Regions from separate parts of the Mus musculus genome. Here region 2 is linked to region 1. The links are chromatin contacts, called in public Hi-C maps. All regions are on one chromosome and are shown on one strand. Each heading gives the region's core, a stretch centred on a gene start, on an enhancer-like site or on the middle of the called end of the contact. The rest is flanking DNA. Distances are from core to core; before and after follow the strand shown.

What was found. Hi-C and Micro-C count contacts between places; a contact is called where the count stands out from the background.
Region 2: a contact with region 1 is called in a Hi-C map of the N1E-115 cell line, with 3 times the contacts expected there. The contact joins the promoter of Hmgn5 here to the enhancer-like site in region 1. A contact is called at or near these places in 9 of 39 promoter capture datasets (the 3T3-L1 cell line, 3T3-L1-derived adipocytes, the C10 cell line and 5 more), 1 of 484 Hi-C or Micro-C datasets (the N1E-115 cell line) and 1 of 115 datasets of contacts at active chromatin or transcription factors (the SCID.adh cell line).

The regions. Positions count from the first base shown.
Region 1 is chrX:108,726,101-108,731,501 of GRCm38.p6, forward strand. No RefSeq gene overlaps it. Among named protein-coding and RNA genes, the nearest start is that of Brwd3, 110 kb to the right of the region's middle. Within about 2 kb of position 2,346, at least 6 of the 459 cell types and tissues checked have an H3K27ac peak or open chromatin away from gene starts, as enhancers often do. A contact at or near this core is called in the N1E-115 cell line, where this site is marked.
Region 2 is chrX:109,009,338-109,015,159 of GRCm38.p6, forward strand. Hmgn5 (high-mobility group nucleosome binding domain 5) reads right to left here and starts at 4,043. Exons shown (of 6, transcript NM_016710.2): 1 at 3,915-4,043; 2 at 2,085-2,108; 3 at 1,520-1,549; 4 at 1,217-1,270. The coding sequence starts at 3,929. It overlaps Gm23322 (a small nuclear RNA gene), which reads right to left and starts at 510; the gene lies at 344-510.

The sequences.
Region 1 (5,401 bases), core at 1,096-3,595:
AGCAATTGTGACATTATGAGAGAGAACTGTGAAAACTCAAGCCTGACATAATCTCAGCATGGGAAGAGAGATTGTGCCCTCCATTATTGGAAAGACTATGGGAGGGAGAGAGAGAAAGAGGGAGACAGACAGACAGACAGACAGACAGACAGACAGTCAGAGACAGAGACAGAGACACAGAGAAAGAGAGAAAGAAGGAGAGAGAGAGAGTTAGTTTTCTGGAGAGTAAGGTGATCACATTTCAGTGGAAGGCCACACATTAAAGGGTACATTGGCAGTACAAATTGAACTTGATTTTTTTATTTTAAATTGGACTTGATTTTTCATTTTAAAGAGAACACAAAATATTGGGTGCTGGAATCCCAGAGGAGCTTTAGCTGTTTGTTTGTTTGTTTGTTTGTTTGTTTGTTTTTGTTTTCAGAACCTTTGTGACTACTTCTGGAATGGTAGGACAAAAGCCTGCTCTACACATGTGCATTTTCCTCTACTTCCCTTTGTTCCTATTCGTTGTGCAAAGCTCTCTGTGAGCCTTGCAAACTTCTATAGCTATTCAAGCTCTTGGGGAACAGGGAAGAAAATTCTAAGAGTGCTGGCTGTGGGGCTGGTGGTGGGGTTCAGTGGTAGAAGGGTTGTATAAACACACAAGGTTCTAGGGTCCATCCCCAGAGCTACAACAGAAGCCATTGAGAAAAAAATAAAGAAGACACTATGCCTCAGCATCCTTGTTTTCAATATGCTAAACAAGCTGCCTTCAGTAACTGATAGCATAAAAGAAGGATCAGTCTACCCAGGTGGGTGGATAAGCCTGGCAGTTCTTCTGTGTCTTAACACCAGGTAATAATGCCTACCATTTCTGCCTGGCATCAGTTTTCTTTGTCCTGCCTTGGTGTCTGCTTTTGTTTCTGACCCATCATGCCCTGAGGACCCCTGCTTTTGTTTTCACTTTCCAGTTACTGTGACAAAAACTGGTTATAGACAAAGAGAATTCCATGGGCCTTAAGAAAGGAAGGATATAGATATAGATATAGATATGGATATGGATATGGATATGGATATGGATATGGATATGGATATAGATAGACACATCTGCCACACCTGGGCAATAAAAACACCCCATGCAGATAGACTGTCTATTCTCAATAGGGTAGACAATCTCTATTCTCTGTATATGTTCTTTCAAGAGAAAAACATGTACATGGAATACTCTGGGGGGATAATACCCAAACATATTCAGACTTCTAAAACATTTTTATCTGTACTGTCTCATGATTTATGTCTTCTGTGAACTGTTGATCTGGCTTCAAAGTTTTCCAGAATTCTATTAGTGCAGCATTTAGTTTTCTATTAATTTTCCCCTACGAACAAAAGATTGGAATGACTCTTACTACATTGCCTTTGAGTGAGCCTGAAGTTCATTATTATTGATCAGTATTCCACTTTATGAACCATTTTACATGATCTAAGTCATCTAGATCCACAAAATCTCCTAAATCATAAAGATGGTACCGAACCTTGAGGTTCAGCAATGCAACTAAAGCCCAACACCAGTCCTGAGGCTTGTACTGAAATAGAATAGTATGTAACCCAGGGTATTCATGACACACGCATCAGGAATTACATGTTCTTTAGTTCATCAGCCATATGGAGATATACCCATATTTGCATGACAGCCCCCAGTCATATTTCCATACTACGAAGACTATTACTACACTGAGATTCTCTTGAAAGACACTGTACTTTTAGATGACTTGGCATTGGATACATATTTTTTTACATGATTTGCTTGTTTATTTGTTTGTTTTCTAGGGTTTTTTTGCATTTTTATTAGATATTTTCTTTATTTTCATTTCAAATGCTATCCCGAAATCCTATACCCTCCCCCCATTTATCTTTCATCATAGGAAGCATTAACAAAACCCCTCCAGATTACATCAGCAATAACAATTGGTGAAGAGGAAAGACTATCCAAAAAGCTGAGATGCCTGCAATTTGTGCAAGGAGGAGTAGTTGTATAGATTGCATTATGAGTGATGAGACAGGAAACTAATGCTGACCTGTGAGATGTTAGAGTGTCTCTAAGGACAATTTTGATACTGCTATCTTTTCCCAGGTGGTAGGAAATGGTATGCCTCCCTGCTGTAGTGACAGCTGATGTTTCCTATGATGAATGATAAAAATATGCAGCCACTCCTCCCTTTGGTTCTCTTGGTTGCTGTTTATATGCTAAACTTTCTGTGTGACTTTTCTCAGAGAGATGTGAACAAATGTGGATTCATCCTAGATAGTGCACCAACAGACTAAAGACGGAATTTCATCCAAGCCTAGCTCAGTCCTCAGTGTTTTATTGAGGTTACTTACCGGAAGCTTGAGTGACTCAAACACAGATGCATCCTGAAAAGCCCATCCCAGCATAAATGATGGCTAATGAAAGCTGCAGCCCCAGAGCTCCTTGCACAACTTGAAGGTAGCTCAGCTCATTGGAGAGACTTGTATCCTGACCAGTTGGTATTGCTGTCATAACCTTCTGAACCTGTGTTGTTAATCAAGAGTCAGAAGCATCCTGAGCTTTATTTCATGTACTTCCTGATTCTAATAAACCTCCTTCCTCCCTCCAGGAAGGTTTCGATTAAGAGGAAAGAGCTACACAACAAAGAACACAACAGTTGCATAGAGAGATTTTTTTTTCCTTTGGATATATTTTCCTTTTTTGTTAAATTAATTTTCCATATTAAAATCTCTGGAACAATGCTTAATAGAGACAGGAAAGTTGAAATCCTAATCAGGTATTCCATACTTGTAAAAGTAAAACATCCAACTGTTCATAAATAGTATAATGTTATATACATAACTATATGGGTTTTTCAAGTGTCAGGTCTCAGCTTTTAACAGTTGTTCACTGCAGCTTTTATTGTACATGGCATTGCATTTAGTCAAATGCTTTTCTTGAATATAATGGCATGAGCATGGCATGAACACGTCGTTTTCATTTTATTAATATTATTGATTTTGAGACGTATGCCACAAGCTTTTGAAGAAAATAAAAGGAAACTTGTCAGGCAGATAGATCTCTGTAACCAGCAGGTCTGCTTCTTGTCTTTGACAAGCAGTTCTAATCTGGCCAGAAATGTCATTGGTCCTCTGTGCAGTTCTGTCCTGGCCATCAGCCAGAAGTGCATCTGCTAGATGTACTGTTCTTTTCTTCCTTAGTGTAGCAACCTAATGAGCACAGTTGCCTGAAAGCTACATGTGAACAAATACTTCATTGGTCCTCAGAGTTGTGCATCAGAACACTACTCCATTCACTGGCATGGAGAAGTTAGTGGATACTTTGTGGAGATCTGTGGTTGGACCAGCTAGACTAGCCAGCTCACCTCTCCTTATTTCAGCTAAGTCATTTGAAATACCAATTTACTTTCTTAGTAAAAAGCCTTCTGATCCCCAAGACAAAGCCCCTCAGAGACAATCCTCTCTTGGGAAACCTCTCACACAGTAGCTTGCTTGCTTTCTCTGTGCAATTAATCCTTCTTTTAAAAGGCTTTACTCTATGGTAAAACTCCTTTTAAAACTGCTGTCAAAAATTCATTTCTCAAGTTCACAAGACAAAGGATTCAGAGTTATTCACTCAGTGGCAGTTTTGATGACCATGGACATCTGGCACTTTAGCCAGGGTTTCAGACACCGGAGATGATTAAGTCTCTATTGTTCTCAAAGACAACCACTTAGCACCCATCACTCTGAGGACAAGTCTTACTTGTGTCTAGCTTTTTACACTATTAGATTTGGTTTGGGTTTGTCAGTACTTTCAGATTTTATGTATCTGTATTTAAGAAGAATATTATTTTGTAGTTTTCTTATGACATTTTATCAGACTTAGTTGTCACTGTAATACATACAGTTGTCACAGAATTTGTTGGGTTAAAAAAAAATTCTGCAACAATCTACCAAAGATTAGTATTTATTTTCCTTTAAATATTTGTTAAAACTTACCAGTGACAAGATATTAAACTGAGATTTTGTTTTTGAGAAACAATAAAGTGCAAATTTAATAATTTTACTTGTATAGTTTTGGCCGGCATCTCTATTTTTAGTTTTGGCCGTTTGTTACTTCCTATCAACATGTCTTTCATGAATGTTATCTAATCTAATTGCATGCTGATCGTTTTAGACATTTTTCCCTCCCCTAAATTTAATGTCTAGCTTCTATTCTCGCATATGTATTAGAAGCGATAGCTTTTAGGAAGCAAAACTTAGGTGCTATCAAAAGGGTAGGTGATTGGTATTGGTGTCCTTACAAGGGACATCAAGTCTTAGTTTGTGTTTCTTTCCAACTAGAGATACACATGCCCTCTCAAGACAAGATTTAGAAGAAAGCAATCTAGTCAGCGTTTTGATCTTTGACATCTAGTCTGTGGACAGTGAGAAATCTCATTTTAATTGTTCAAGCTCAGTCTGTTCATAGTATTTTTTAGCAAGCCTTTTGATATCTTGTGAAGTAGGTTATGGGATTTGTTTTATATTCTTGATTTAATGACTTCATTGTTTTTTCTCTTATGTTCCTCAATGATGTAGTGCACATTTACCTGATACTGCCAATATTTCTGGAGACTTTTTTTGCTTAAATGTATTCGTAGCAGCTTTCTAAATTTCATTTCACTTTAGCTGTCTTATTACTGTCCTTTTCCTTGGCTTGCTTTAAGCTCTATTTTTCTTCGATATTTACAGTCTTAGAGATCTCTAATAATAGTTTTCATCTTAAAGCCTATTTTGGCTTATTTTACTGTACCCCTTTCTCTCTCCTCTGTTTGCTCTTTGCAATTCTCTTGCCATCTCTTTGTATCTTTGAATTAAAAATTACCTCATATACACAGCATAGGACTGGATTTTTAAATCTTTCTAGGTTTTATGTATACCAGTGATTTGTTTGCATGTATCTCTTATATCCCATGCATGCCTGGTGCCCTTGAAAATCAGAAGTGGGGATCAGACCCCAGAACTAGGATTACAAATGTTTGTGATCACACCAGGTGGGGTTTAGGAATCAAATCTGGCTCCTCTGAAAGAGCAACAAGTGCTCTTAACAACCCTTGTTTGTTAAAGAATTTGTTAAAATTAGTTTATTGATTGTATTATTTGGTTCATTCACATTTGATGTTATTATTTATATGGGTTAATTTCCCTTTGCCATATTTGTTTTCATTTTTATAATTTGTATTTATTTTGTTGGAATGTGGCTGGCCTTTTAGATAATTAGCAACCCTGGGCAGTGACAACCCCTTCCCAACCTGGAACCTAGATATTTGATACTGTTAATTGCTTGGTTATGTATTTTGTAACTATCTAGATGACTTGACTTAAAACATTTCTCTCATAATTGTTAAGAGACTCAGTTTCCTCCTGAATG
Region 2 (5,822 bases), core at 2,793-5,292, 280 kb after region 1:
CTAATTAAAAAAAAAGAAATTATATACTGCAATGTACATAAAAGCTATTATTCGTTTAACAAATAAGTAACAGATCTGAGAAAGATACTCTTCACAGGGCATGATTATATAACACCCCTCATGGTTTACTCCTATACTTTCCCCACCTTCCTGCTCTCAGTGCAACTTGCAGAACAGTTCAATAACTAGTGCTGCATCAATATATAAATTGACTGATTGAGATAATTAAACAAGGGCTTTGTAAATAAAAAATATCAAAGCAGCTTACAAGAATGACAATAGTTTGCTGTGTCTTCAGTCACAAAATGATGAGATTAGATGATGTCAAAAATTATTTCCCCCACAGGGGAAAGCACTAATGCAGTCCCCCACTACCTGCAATTGTACAGTCAAGTTCCCTATAGCTGGGGAAATCACAGGGGTCAACACATCTGGAGTGCAATGGATAATAAGCCTCTCCCTGGGAAAACCACCTCTGTGATCATGGTGTCTCCCCTGCTAGGTAAGTATTCAGAATTATTGTGGAGTTCTTTTTGGAGGGAGGAAGGAATTATTTATAGTCTACCATCTAGGGAAGTCAGGGCAGGAACCTGGAGGCAGGTATGAAGCAGAAGCCATAGAGGAACACTGCTTGCTGGCTTCCCCTCATCAAATATTTTTTTTAACTTTAATCTTTTCTGATTCTTGTAATTGTTAGAAAAAAATGTTTATAAAGCAATTAACAGTGAACTTAATATTAATTTTACTTCTCTTTGAGCCTGTCATTAGCTATAACATATAAGCACTGAAGTCTATATAAAATCAGTTGACTCCATTTAAAGCAACAAACATGATAGCACTTCCTGAAGCATTATCAAATATTATTTACTGCTATTACTATAATACACTATTGAGTTATTGCAGTTTATGGCCTTCGTTTTCCCAGGAATATTGGTAAATCTCAAAGGCATATGCATTTAATGGTTCTACCCACCAACATTTTTATTTTACATTTACAATATTGTATTGAAACTACCAAATAAAAATGCTAAGACACAGCTACCAATCAGAAAACATATACAAATATTCACCACCCAGCAGATCTATATGTCTTGTATTGTACCTTAGATTTCTGTCTAAGCAAGCTACAAAGAAAACAAAAGGATCAGCTGTGTGCACTTTCACAATTTATATCTAAACAAATTATTTTCCGCATCCTTGTAATTTGAATATTTACCCTTGAAGTTGATGCTCTTTTAGGTTTCAACTCCGGTGTAAAGGGCACAGGCATCTGCATCAGAAAATGTCATTATATAAGAAACGAGGTAGAAATCATATTCGAAGAAAGAGCACTAACAATGAAATCCATAAGTATGATTTAAACCAAGCACTAGGAAAAGAACCCTTTCCTTAATGTGTAAAGTTTCTCCCATAAACCTTCCAAATAACCCCTGTATTAAACATAATATTATGCAGGCTTTCCCAAATCTAAAAACTCGATTCCATGATACATGGGCAGCATTTTATAAACATCACTTACAGCAGACAGTCGGGCTGATCTTCTCTTTGGCTGGAAGTGAAAAAAAAATAGCCAAAAGAATTATGATTATACAATTTAGAATCATTTTTCCTGAGAAAATATTTGGTGTAGCACTATGTAAATGTTGCTATTAAGGAAATGATTATAAATTTTGTTAAGAAATGTCATAGACATATCTGATCCAACCCCTAAACCTTTCATATGTTAAAGGGAATAAAATCTCATGGCAAGCTTCTTTCACTGCGATAAATCAGCAAAATGGCTATTTCCAAGGAGCACATTTTAAAATGAAAATATACCTTCTTGCTCACCAATTGACTGACAAAACAGAATTTGAGCCTAAGAAGGTGCTCTCTGGATTTTATGACAAGCACAGTAGGGTCCGAAAGGCAAAACATCTATCTTTTTTTTTTTTTTAGTGTACTTTGACACAGCACTAGACACAGCATTAGTGCTCATGTGGTACAAATATAACTACCAGCATTTTTACCTAGTTATGTGTCTTTAGTTTCTAAAATGGGTACATTTTTCCCCCCAGAGAAACTCACAAACTAAAGACACTCACCTCCTGGCTCACATCACCTGCAGCCTATGTAGGGGGAGAAAAAAAAAAAAAAGAAAGAAAGAAAGAAAGAAAGAAAGAAAGAAAGAAAGAAAGAAAGAAAGAAAGAAAGAAAGAAAGAAAGAGGATCATCAATATAAACATGTAGAGCAGAAAATGTCGCCAACTTTAGACACTTGTGACTTTTTCCCTGGGCTCCTGGTCCAGCAACCACGTGCTGCTTCTAGCCCCTCTTCAACACCTACTGTTTTAGTAATATGAAACGTGGACCAAGATGCAAGGTCATGCTTAAGACCTGTTTACAAAGAGTCAGTGTAACCTTTTTGAATAAATAAGGCCTCTTAAGAACACACCATTTTCATTTTGAAATCCACCTGCTCTAATGTTAAAGCCAAAACAAGGGTTGGGCGGGACGAAGGAAGGCGGAGCTTCTTGCAGTTTCCCTTTCTTGCCTTATGTTTGCTATGCAATTGTATCTATCTGACCAGCTCTACTGATTATGGACTATTTTCCTCCTCAAGTTCTGCATACAAAACAACAGTCCCACCATACTTTCAAGGAAGGAGGTCTTTGTTCTAACGTTAACGTTTTGTTCAGAGAAGCAGGAGGCGGATTTTAAAACTTCCCGCCACTACCTGCTACAAGGTTGCTGTCAGCTCTGCAAAATAGCAAGATCCATTGCACAAGACGAAAAGAGCCTGGCGGCAGGAGTCTCGGGAAGGGGGGTGGTGATTAGAAACAATTGCTTTCGGTATCTGAGTAGCCCTTTACCCTGGGAATTACCAGGCTATTATTTCAATGATACAGCCCCAGAGCACTGAGGAATTTCAGCCTCATTTCTATGTTCTAGGAATACGGAAGGCGGACGGATTCACAAGAATATATAAACAATCATAAGGCTTTTACATTAACACAGTATTTCATTTTATGATTTCACCAAGCAATGAAATAGCATTCCATTTTAGTTGTAAGATACTCGGGGGAGGGGGAGGGGTGGTGGAGGAACACACAAACACCGAGCTTCAACTTATATGTGCGCGGAGACAGGAATTTTGAAGTGAAGGGTTACAGAAGACCTGTAGCCCTTGGTAGCTCGGATCAACTCCCCATGTCTAAAGTGAACTAATCTCACGCCACCCCACCATCCAACGCTGTTAGTAGTTTCTCGGACGCGGCTCTCTAATCACCTTTCCACCTTTAACTAGAGAGTTCCGAGAGTGCCAAATCTCTCAGATCTAAAGTTTCTAATTACAGCGGTGAATCTCTCCCTTCTCTAGGACAGTTTGAAGTCTGCGCCGCCTAATGGCACAGGATTACCATTGCATAGCCATCTGGCATGACAAGAAGTGGAGGAGGGAAGAGGGGGGAAAAAGGAAAAAAAGAAAACGGAAAGAACAAAGGCAAAAAACAAGAGAAAGCCAGGGCTTTCGTTCCCCCAAACGGGATGGTTCTCTGAGAAAAACGGGAGGTAGAGGAGGAAGCTGGCGCTGGAAGTGTGGTTGGGAGAAGAGTTCTCCAATAGGGTAAGCGGAGGAAGGGGGGTGGGGTAGGAAGCGACAGCACAGCGCTATGGCTGTTTGTAATTCAGCATGGAGACACCTCTCAAACGATTCTCTCCCTTAAACAAAACAAGCCAAAAGTGAACTACCAGTTGCATACGAGACCTTCTGAAACCAAACACAGACGGATCGCTACCTTTCCCTCGCCTTCCATTCAGGACATCATAAAATCAAACTAGAAGCCAAAATGATCTTTCAAAAAGATACAAATCTCTGCGGTAGGAAATATGTATTTCGGCAGCTAATATCCCGTCTATCTTCCCATTTCACTTACCTTTCTTTTGGGCATTGTTGCAGCTCTCCGTTGGAGATCCTTAGGCAGGAGGGAAAAAAGCCGAGAGGAGTCTCTGCCTGACCGCTCCGCGAGCGACTGAGTTTTCAATGAACTAATTGCAGCACGATATGTACTCGCGTCCCCCCTCCCCCTAAAAAAAATCTCTCGTTATTGGCAACATTAAACACGCCAAGACGCAACCAAACTACGTGAATGGTTACCCGAAGTGGGAGCCAGGTTGGAGTGACAGGCTGTCAGGCCAATGAGGGGAGGTGGCCGGTTCGGAAGGCGTGGCCCGCGAACTTGCCCGAAGCCCTCGTATGCTGCCGGCTTTGACTGCCTCTAGGGTGCCGGAGTCCACGCACTTAGCAGACGCCTAGTGCTCCAACGTGACCAGCAGGAAATCCAGTTTTCTTGCCTTTTCACCTTTTTTTTTAAGTTAGAACGACAAGCGAAAGCTCAAACAGTTGGTTTTTTTCCCCCCACGATCTCCACCCCCCTTCCTTCTTCGCGCGGGGTGGCGGGCCCTTTTGAGACTGGATTGAGCCAGAAGCTCCAGTCTTTCCCAGTTAGCAAAAGGGCGAGGTTGGAGTGACAGGCTCACCCGTTTAGAGACCAGAAAAAGAGTAGGGAACGTTTCTGGTCGTGAGAACTTCCCGCCAATGCTGAACTGTGGTCCTGGCTTTAGAAGGGTGCCAGAACTGCGCGCCTCCCTCAGGTGGAGAGTAGCAATAAATCCGGGACCTGGAAGAGCAGGACTCCACTGCAGGCCGCCTACCTTCTAAAAGAGCTAGTACTCCGCCTGGAGAGAATCTAGCAAGAATTAAAAGGGGCCACGCGGGAAGTCAGTAATAACAGAGGTCACCCAGAGGAAAAACAGTGACTTTAATGGATTTGTAATTCAAAGATGATATTTAGGGCTACATAGAAAACCAAACCAAACCATTCGTTATCTTTATTACTGAAACTTGAGGTGTCTCCTTATTTATTATTTTTTTTTTAATTTTTTGGCCCACAGAAGTGCCCCCTGAACCTATTCTAGTCTCAGAAGGTGTTTAAGTAGCAGCTTTCTGTTCTGAGAATCTTCCATTTGCCCTCTAGTGTCAGAGTCTGAGACCTAAACGTTTGGTGAAAAGAAAAGAATAATATGCTTAGAAAAAAATCCGGTTAAAACAGAGTGCTGAGGGCTGCTAATTGTTACTGGAACTAGGCAAGCCGGGTCCCTGCAGCCTTTTTTGAGATGTGCTTTGCTTCAGTTGTTGAAAGAGCTAATTGTATTTAAAAGTGCTTCAACAACAGTCTCCATTCCCTAAGCTGAAAGTCTAATCAGAAAAGGAAATTAACCTTTTAAACAGTTACTTAAAAATTTAGGCCCCAGCCTAGTGGTGTATGGCTTTAATCCCAGCACTTGGGAGGCAGAATCAGGCAGATCACTGTGAGATCAAGACTAGCCTGGTCTACATACAACAAGCAAGCCAGAGTTACCTAGTGAGACTCTGCTTCATTGTGTCCCCTCCCCCAACTCTTTTTCTGTTCCTGTAGCTTAAAGAAAAAGCAGACCATCCGTTTCAAAGAATACTAGCCCGGATTGGTGGTGGCAAGGTAGCAGTGAGATGCTGAGATTCAAGTCATTCTAGGCTAAATAGACATCCTGCCACAAACAAACAAACAAACAAACAAACAACAAACCAAATTGATTTACAGATTACCAAACCATCTGTCCAATCTAAAACGCACCCTGACAGAGCCTATCCTTTCGAGTTTTGTCCCATCTTCCCTAGCGTTTAGCCTGGGGAGTTAAACAAACCACTTACCCTAAGACCTACTGAACCTACTCAAGTGACTTCACACTGCATTCTCATGCAAGAAGACAACTGAAAGGCGCATTTACATTTGCTTCCTTGGCCT